Regions from separate parts of the Mus musculus genome. Here region 2 is linked to region 1. Evidence: chromatin contacts called from public Micro-C data. All regions are on one chromosome and are shown on one strand. The core of a region is the stretch at or near the end of the contact, and the rest is flanking DNA. Distances in the headings are between cores, read along the strand shown. Region 1 overlaps Notch2 (notch 2). Region 2 overlaps Gm31420 (a long non-coding RNA gene).

Region 1 (4,260 bases), core at 449-2,948:
AAGAGCCGCTCTGTGATGTTTTAGTCACATTCTAATATTTTTCAGGGTTCAGGGCACATGGTAAAGGACTGATTATTTCTTCTGCTACATCAAGGACACAAGCCTCAGCACTGTCTGTGTGTCCCGGTTCCATCATTCAAGGCTGCTGAAGAGCCTGGGCACTCCGCTTGTTCTCAGAGCTCTGATGAATGCGCTGAGACTCTCTGCTGGAAGATAAGGGCGCTCACGACATTCCATTGTAAATAAAGCATGTGTTCCCATCTCCTCACTCCTTATACCAGCCTCCTACAGAGGGTCGAGTTGCTGTGAATGAGTGGGTCTGAGGTCGTGCCTCTTCAGCCTCTTCAGTCTGGATGTGTTAGCATCAGTGTGCTTGTTGCTTTATTCAGATGAGGGGGTGGAAAAACCTGAGCACCTGTGAACCAAGCGAGGTGGGGCTCCAGAAGACGAGCCCTGGCCTCCCGGCTCCCATGTCGGTTTTTTCCTGTGGGAAACTTTTAATTTGGAAGCATTCAGCTAATGTGGGAATCAAGATTAACATTTTCTGAAATACTTGTACAAGAAAGGCAGAAACGTGCTGTCCAGGAAGCAGATTTACATAGTAGAAAAAAATGCCTGCCTTGCAGGGTTTGGTAGTCTTTGTGTGTCAGATGTGAGTGTGTGTGTGTGTGTGTGTGAGAGAGAGAGAGAGAGAGAGAGAGAGAGAATGTGTGTGTGAGAGAGAGTGTGTGTCTCTCTGTGTGTGTGTGTGTGTGTGTGTGTGTGTGTGTGAGAGAGAGAGAGAGAAAGAGAGAGAGAGAGAGTGTGTGTGTGTCTGTGTGTAGGGTTGATTATATACAGGTCTTTGTTTCCTTTACATCAAACCAAGAAGGCCCTAGAAAGCATGTTTTACCACAAACAGCCTGTTTGGGGCTCCACTCTGCACACCAGCGCTTCCCCTTCTTACTAAGGAAGGTGTACTGTTTCTTTCTCTGGTTTTCTTTATTTCCCTTTCATTTCTGGAAGTAGCAGTGGGGAATGAGTGGGAGTGGGAACATGGGAAGATGCATGTGATATGATATGCAGCTTCCATTTTCTCTAATTACTAGGATGTTAACTAAGTCTGTGCTTAAAACAAAACAAAACAAACAAAAAACAAACCACAGCAACAACAAAACAGTCAGCAGTGAGCACAACCCATTTAGTTTCTTTTGCATAGAGTCACAGAGTTAAGAGGCTGAAGGTCTAGTGAGATGTGGGGCTGAAGTTCTTGAAATGAGGGCCATGTCAGGTTGCCCAGTGGCCTGGGCTATTGAGTACAGCAGGGGCATTTTAGGCTGGAGTCTGAATGCTTTGGGGCATCTAGATGTTTTCAGCCTGGCTTTGGGAAAGTTAAAAGGGAACTTTCACTGGTTACGCTAGCTTCGCCTGTTAGCAATTAATTTTATCTACTTTAACAGGGGAACAGGAACAGGGTAGGGGTGGGTGGCGGTGGCAGGAAACCTGGCTGGCATCATGGTCACAGGAAAGAACAGACTGATTTGGGGCCCTTCAAACTGTAGACCTTTGTTACTGACCAGTGTTTAATTTGGTTTGTGGGTTCTGTTAGCTCCCACCCCATTCACCTTAATGGCTGTCTCCGTCCTGGGCTCAGCAGAGGCTGGCTGCTGCTGTAGAGTGGAGGGCTGAGAGGCCCAGGGCAAGAAGAAAGTGGGCTGAAAGCTGCGTTCTGTTTAAAGAATTTTCTGCTGGAAACCAGCCCAGAGGGAGTCAAGAGGAGCTTTAATGAGGAGCAGCTGCGCTGCGATCAGCCCACAGGAGACATTTTCCCTCCATCCCACATTCTGCACAGGTTTTGAAAACTCAGGATTTTGAAATTGCTGTTGTGTGAAGAATGCCCCTCCCTCTTGCGTGTGGTGGGGCTTTTCTTTGTTGTTGTTTTTAATGACCAGATCCTCACCAAAAGTAAAAATAAAACTCCTAAAAACAAAACCAAAAGGGTTGCAGTAGAGCCTGGGCACAATTTGGGCTCACCCTGCTGCTGAACATTTGGTGGGGAAAGTGGGGGAGCAAGCCCTGGGGTTTAGTTGGAAGAGACGTTGTTTCCTTCTCAGACTTCACCCGTGTTGGAGCTGACAGAGCCTCTCACTGCTCTTGGCGTTTCTCTCGATGGGTGGCTATTCACGTGGGAAAGTTTTCTGCCCTGTATTACTGGGGAGACAGCTATTGCAGATAGACTATAGGTGGGAACTGCCATTCACGTCCCTGCCTCATGTCAAGAATGCAGGCCTGTGAGAGGCAGGGGCTGTTTCAGCGAGGGGGGCTGTACTGGAATCCTTTCGGATGGAATCTTTTCTACTGCGTTTCTCTCTTTCCTGCCTTCACCCTGTTCCACCATGTGCATGTGAAATGAACAGTAGGTTCTTTTGTGTCATCAACAGTAGACTTTTAAGAACTAGGTAATGGATGTAGCCGTGGGGACCAGGCAGCAAGCACCTGCCTGTGTCTGTGGCCTTGCCTGCTGTGCTCATCTCTAAGGACAGAATAAGACCCGTGGCTGCCTGGTTCTGCTGTCTTTTACTTAGCATAATATTTCCAGTGTTGTAGGATGTGACAGGAGTCTATCTCTTTTCACAGACAAATAATATTTTATTGTGTGGATATAATGGCTTTTATTTCTCTACTCATCAGATGGTGGGCATTCGGGCTATTTCTACCTTCAGCTATTATGAGTCATGCTGGCATGGACATATGGACGAACTTTTTTTTTTTTTAATGAAGAGTGCTAGTATGAACATATACTTTTAGTTACTGTGGTGTGTGTGTGGGGGGGTGGGGGGGGCAGAATTTTAGAGAAAGATGTATCTTATAATGGAAAGACCAAAGAATGTTAAAGCAGCAAGCCAGTAGTTTTACTTAAAAAGTACATTTGCTACATAGTGTTCTCAGTGCTGTGATGATGTGAAGACCCCAGGAGGGCAGGCACTCATACTGAGTCTGTGTCAAAGAGAGGGGGCCAGTGCTGTGCTCCCGAATCCATGGTGAGCCAGCTCTGCAGTCCAGGCGGCTGGTTCTGGGGCACAGGCTCAGCAGCACCAAGTGACCACTTAGTAATGGAAGTGTAGTCAACATAGTAAAGGCCTGCCACGGGCGTGTGTTGGTGCAAGCAGGGCCTGGTGATTGCCTCTTCGGAATATTTTAGAAATGCTTATGGCATTCGATAGAAATCACCTTAAGGTGCCTTAAGGTTCTGCTATTCAGGGATGCGTGGAGGTGGGAAAAGAGCCAGTAACAAGATGTCTGGCCTGAGGCTTTAAAGATGATCTGAATTGCTATCAAGAGGGAAACTGTGAACATGAGTGATAAGCGTTACAGGAATTCGGTTAACAAGACTTGTCAGACACAGCAATTATATATAACTTCAAGGGATTAAATAAAAGTCGAATTATGACCCCTAGAAAATTGGAAGAGCTGAAGTTTCATGGAAAAATGATGTTTTCCTAATGTTTGTCTTTAAGTCATTGGCAGGACATAGTATGATAGGTGAATGGTTTAGAAAGCTAAACTGGTGCCCTAGAGTGGTGTCCTTTGGCATCTTTTGTGTTTAAATCATTGTAAAATGACAAACATTAAATGTATAGTAGAGAGAAGAGCAGTGTGGCCCAGAGTTGAATTGAAAATGACCATGATGGAAGAGGAAAGAGGTAGACTAACTTTGCCAGGTCTTGTGAGAGACATGGTCACATTCCAGATGGTGCGGGAAGTGACCCGCACAGCTTCCAGTGGGAATGGGGACTCACTTATAGTGAGCAGAGAAGTGTCAGCTAAGCCTGACCAAGTCGGAACTCTCAGAAGGTGATCATGGAGCCTGCTGGGCTGCAGGCTGTGTTCTGAGAACTGCGGACGGTGTGGATGGAGAGAAAGAGGACTGTCTGCCCAGCGTCCGAGAAGCCTGTTTGTGCACAGGATGCCTCCATAGAAGGAAAGGGCAGAGGGACTTAGTTGAAAAGGTAAGTTAGAAGAGACCTGCATATATTTTAAGCTAAACACAAAGACACAGAGGAATGGTAAACTCAGGACATTTTAATTAGGAAATTGGATCTTCACCAATAAGAAAGTCTAGTTTCATATAAAGCGAGGTGGTTCTGCCCATGGGCTTTAGAGGCCTCTTTTTTTTGTTTGTTTCCATTTTATTTGATGTTTCCAAACGTAAAAAAGAAAGTCAAGATTCTTACAATTCTTACAACAGTTCGAATACAACCCTCTCAGATGAGACCATGC
Region 2 (4,408 bases), core at 309-2,808, 290 kb after region 1:
GGGTTAGGTGTAGAGAGAGATGGGGAGAGAGGGCCGAGAGAGTGAAGGAAAATCAGTGAGAGTTGGGGTGGAGGGCGCATCTCTAGAATGTGCCAGAGACCTGGGATGGGGGAGGCTCCGAGGAGTCTATGAGGGTGACTGTAGCTGAGACTCCTAGCAGTGGGGATATGGAGCCTGAAGAGGCCATCCCCTGTAGCCAGGCAGGACTCCCAGAGGAAGGATAAGGACACCAACCCATCCACAAAACTTTCCACCCAAAATTTGTCCTGCCTATAAGAAATGCAGGGACAAAGATGGAGCAGAGACAGAGGGAATAGCCAGTCAATGTCTGGCCCAACTTGAGAGCCATCTCATGGGTAAAAACCAATCCTGGACACTGTTAATGATACTCTGTTATGCTTGCAGACAGCAGCCTAGCATAACTGTTTTCTGAGAGGCTCCACCCATCAGCTGACTGAAACAGATGCAGTGACCCACAACCAAATATTAGAGGGAGTTTGGAAGGAGACTCCACAGGAAGACCAACAGAGTCAACTAACCTGAACCCTTGGAAGCTCCCAGAAATCGGACCACCAACCAAAGAGCATACACAGGCTGGACCTAGGCTTCCCACTCATATGTTACTGTGGGGAGTGGGTGTGGCGGTTATCCCAAGATGGTGCCCGGGACTGTAGCCAAGTCTAATGACTTGCACCTGACTTCCTCATACACCTGAAAATAAGGCACGTCCATCGTGAGAGCTGCGCAGGCCCACCATGATGCAAGATCAGGCCATTTGATGAAGGCCAATGAACTGAGATTACGCGGACTGGGCTGATGGGGCGTGGTTGAGGGGTTATATAAGGGATTGCGATTGGGGCTAGAGGAGATTCCTGCTTGCATGTTGAAAGCTTCCTGAATAAACTGCTTTGAGAAGAACGCTGTGTCGTCACTCTTTTTTGCTGGTCGGAGACAGAAGCGACATGTTACAAGTGTGCGGCTTGGTCTTTATGCAGGACCCCGACAACTGGAGCAGGGCTCTCCCCAGCTCTGTTGCCTACCTGTGGATCCTGTTCCTCTAACTGGGCTGTTTTGTCTAGCCTCAGTAAGAGAGGATGTGCCTAGTCCTGCGGTGACTTAATATGCCAGGGTGGGGTGGTACCTAGGGTGGTCTCCCCACTTCTCAGAGGAGAAGAGGAGAGGGATGAAGGGAGGGGCCATGTGAGGGAAGGACCGGGAGGAGAGGGAGGCTGAGATCAGGATGTAAAGTGAACAAATGAATAAATTAATCAGTGGAAAAATGCGTATTTATTTTATTTTATGTGTAAGAAGAGGGTGTCAAGCCCCTGTAGCTGGAGGTCTGGAGGGTTGTGAGCCACCCTGTGGAAGAACAGGCACACAGCACAGTGACTTCTGCCTCATGTGTACTTTTCTATCGGTTGTTTTAATTGTTCACTTTCCAGGCCTCGCTGAGATACCCAAGACAGAAACACAAATGCCTCTCTGTCCCCATGCTGCACACTCATTTGCCGACTGTGAGTGGCACGTTTTATAGAATGGAATGCACAGAATGAGGTGTGCCCTGGGGAGGAAATTCCTGTGTGGATGGATGACTGGTTCCAGCTCATTACCACCATGGCATCCTTCAAAGATGACACACATCTCTCCCAGCTGTGCTTTCCCCGTCTGCTCAGTCTCCGTGTAATTTGATTAAATGTGTCTTTTCCCCCCATCATAATGGAGAGAGAGGCCATGATCCTAGTATGCTAGGAAGATGAGTGCTGGCTGAGGAAACCTGAGACAGGCAGTGGCACCTGTCAGGCCCTGGCTGTATGGACTGCAGGTGGAGGTGCATAGGCCCCTTGGAGAGCGAGCGTATGATGACCCCATGTGACCTGGATGCCCGATATTGAACTGCAGAATCTGGTGTTCACGCTGCTGGGTTTCAGTCTTTGTTTGATCCAGTGTTTCTTTTTTGCTATTTTCCTGCTCCTTCCTTTTGGGATGTGATTTTAAAAATTTGTTATTATTATAATTGTTGTTGTTATTATTATTATTATGGTGTGTGAGATATGTGTGAATATGCATGCATATACGGTGCACATGTGGCCAGGGGCCAGCTCTCAGGATCCACTCTCTCCTTCCATTTTTTACCGTGTGATCCAAGGATCCAACACAGGCCATCAGATTTGTGGGCAAATGTTATTATTCACTGGTATCTGATGGATGGCCTGTATGTGATCTTGTCTCCTCCTCCTCTTCCTCCTCCTCTTCCTTCTTCTTTGAAACTAAAATGTCCTTTCCTGAGGGAGGAGGGAGATTCATGGGTCCCATCTCCAAGGTTTTATAAGCAATAAACTTTTATGAGGAAGAGGAAAAAGGAGTCTTTGGTGACTGCCACACATTGAGCAGGAGCTCCAGGGATGTCACCACCTACTTTAGTGGTTGGGTTTTGGGTGACACAGCTCATTTTGAGTCATTGTTTATCTGGTCTGTCCATGCTATGGGGGTGGGGGTGGTGGTGTGAATTGATGTTTCTTTATGTCCCATTAGGAAAAATACTGTAACAACTACCACTTCTGGCTGCATTGCCTCAGCAAGTTTATTGAAGTCAGAATAGTTTTGATTCATTTAGACTGGGAGTCACATGACCATTCCTTGTTTCCCCCATAAAGACTAGAAAGTCAGTACCTTGTTCTCTTCCTCTTTTGTATTTAATTTCCTGTCAAAGCATAGGCTAACGTGGAAGATGCCATGTGTTTGTGATAGTCTGTTGCAATCCCTTCCTCACAGGGACACACTCTTTCTGGGTAGGTAACACAGCCTCCACTGGCTCCTTAGCGACAGCAGGGGAAGCACAACTACGACCTGGAGGTGTGTGATGACATACCATTTGGTGAAGTCAGCCATGTTGGGTTTGCCCCCTCAGACTGCTGGGCAGAGGCAATGAAACTTCTCCCAAACTCATCTGTATTCAGGAACCAAGGGCAACATGTCTTGGGGAGATGTAAACAAACCCTAGACAGGGCAGCAAGAATAGACCAAAGAAGCAACTGCATCCAAGTGTGGCTTGATGAGGCAGGAGGATTAGTGGACTGACTTACACAGCATGTGGCCCAGGCTGGCCTTGAACTCACTCAATAGAGGAAGATGACCTCGGACTCCCTCTGGGTCCTCCTGCTCCCACCTCCCAAGTGCTGGAATCACCTTGCTTGGCTTAGGAAATGTTCTCATATAAATGTTTTAGTTTCTTATTGTCTGATTTTGAATTTTAAAAAGTCAGATTTATTACTATCATTGTTTTTGTATGATGCGTGTACAGGCACATGCCTCACAGCATGTGTGTTTATTGTGGGAAATACCAAAAGAATCGGCAAGTTCCCGTGCTTTTCCCAGCTACTCTCAGTCCTGCCAGGCTGGTCGGCTTGTTCTTATCTCATGGAGACTCTTTAACTCAGAGCTCCAAAATCTCTCCATCCAGCTCACTAAGTTCCTTCAGGAGGGTCGCTGCCATACCAACCCAGTGCTTCAAAACCCCATGACCTTTGTGGTGTACCTCAGGCAAACCCACTCTTTGCCGCTGTACTTTTCTCTCTTGAACCCACATGAGGCACCCTGTGAAGGAAATGCAACACAAACTTAGTTCAGAAACAATGATAACTCAATCTCTGGGCACAACAACTGAAATCCTAACTTATTAAATCCAAATCCTCTGGTGGCGAATCCTAAAGGATTCACCGTTGAAACTGGGAGACACTCGTCATTACATCTTGTCCTCATGCTATCCCTATCTAAAAAGAGGTCCTACTCTCTCCTGCTTCCTCTCTTCCTCCATCCAACCTGGAAGTCCCTCCTAATCGCCCAGTGATGGGCTTCTTTATTCATTAGGGGATAAGTTCACAAGAACTCACTTGAGTACTTGACTCACTCCTTGTCTGCAACACCTCCCAGGAGAGTGGAATTAGCATCAACATATAAACAGCACCAGGCCTATCCACAACATGTGTGTGCGGAGGTCAGAAGACAACTCTTTTTGGAATCAGTTTTCTCCTTCCACCCTCACTTGGGTTCCAGGGATTGAACGTGTGTGGTAAGCACCTTCTCCTTCTCCTCCTTCTCCTTCTCCTTCTCCTTCTCCTTCTCCTTCTCCTTCTCCTTCTCCTTCTCCTTCTCCTTCTCCTTCTCCTTCTCCTTCTCCTTCTCCTTCTCCTTCTCCTCCTCCTCCTCCTCCTCCTCCTCCTCCTCCTCCTCCTCCTCCTCCTCCTCCTCCTTCTCCTTCTCCTTCTCCTTCTCCTCTCTTTCTCCTTCTTCTCCTTCTCCTCCACCTCCTTTTCCTCCCCCTCCTTCTTCTTTTGTCTATCTGTCTGTCTGTCTGTCTGTCTGTAGCTCAGGCTGTCCTGGCACTCAACAAGTAGCCAAACTTAGACCT

The links. A called contact is a pair of places that touch in the nucleus more often than the background predicts.
Region 2: a Micro-C map of muscle stem cells shows a contact between it and region 1, with 4 times the contacts expected there. The contact joins two enhancer-like sites. A contact is called at or near these places in 1 of 484 Hi-C or Micro-C datasets (muscle stem cells) and 1 of 9 other capture datasets (liver).

What each region holds. Positions count from the first base shown.
Region 1 is chr3:98,061,878-98,066,137 of GRCm38.p6, forward strand. The region is part of intron 2 of Notch2 (notch 2); the gene reads left to right. Among named protein-coding and RNA genes, the nearest start is that of Gm40103, 38 kb to the left of the region's middle. Within about 2 kb of position 1,699, at least 197 of the 459 cell types and tissues checked have an H3K27ac peak or open chromatin away from gene starts, as enhancers often do. A contact at or near this core is called in muscle stem cells, where this site is marked.
Region 2 is chr3:98,354,388-98,358,795 of GRCm38.p6, forward strand. It overlaps Gm31420 (a long non-coding RNA gene), which reads left to right. Exons shown (of 3, transcript XR_001783933.2): 3 at 406-912. Among named protein-coding and RNA genes, the nearest start is that of Gm31420, 5.7 kb to the left of the region's middle. Within about 2 kb of position 1,559, at least 72 of the 459 cell types and tissues checked have an H3K27ac peak or open chromatin away from gene starts, as enhancers often do. A contact at or near this core is called in muscle stem cells, where this site is marked.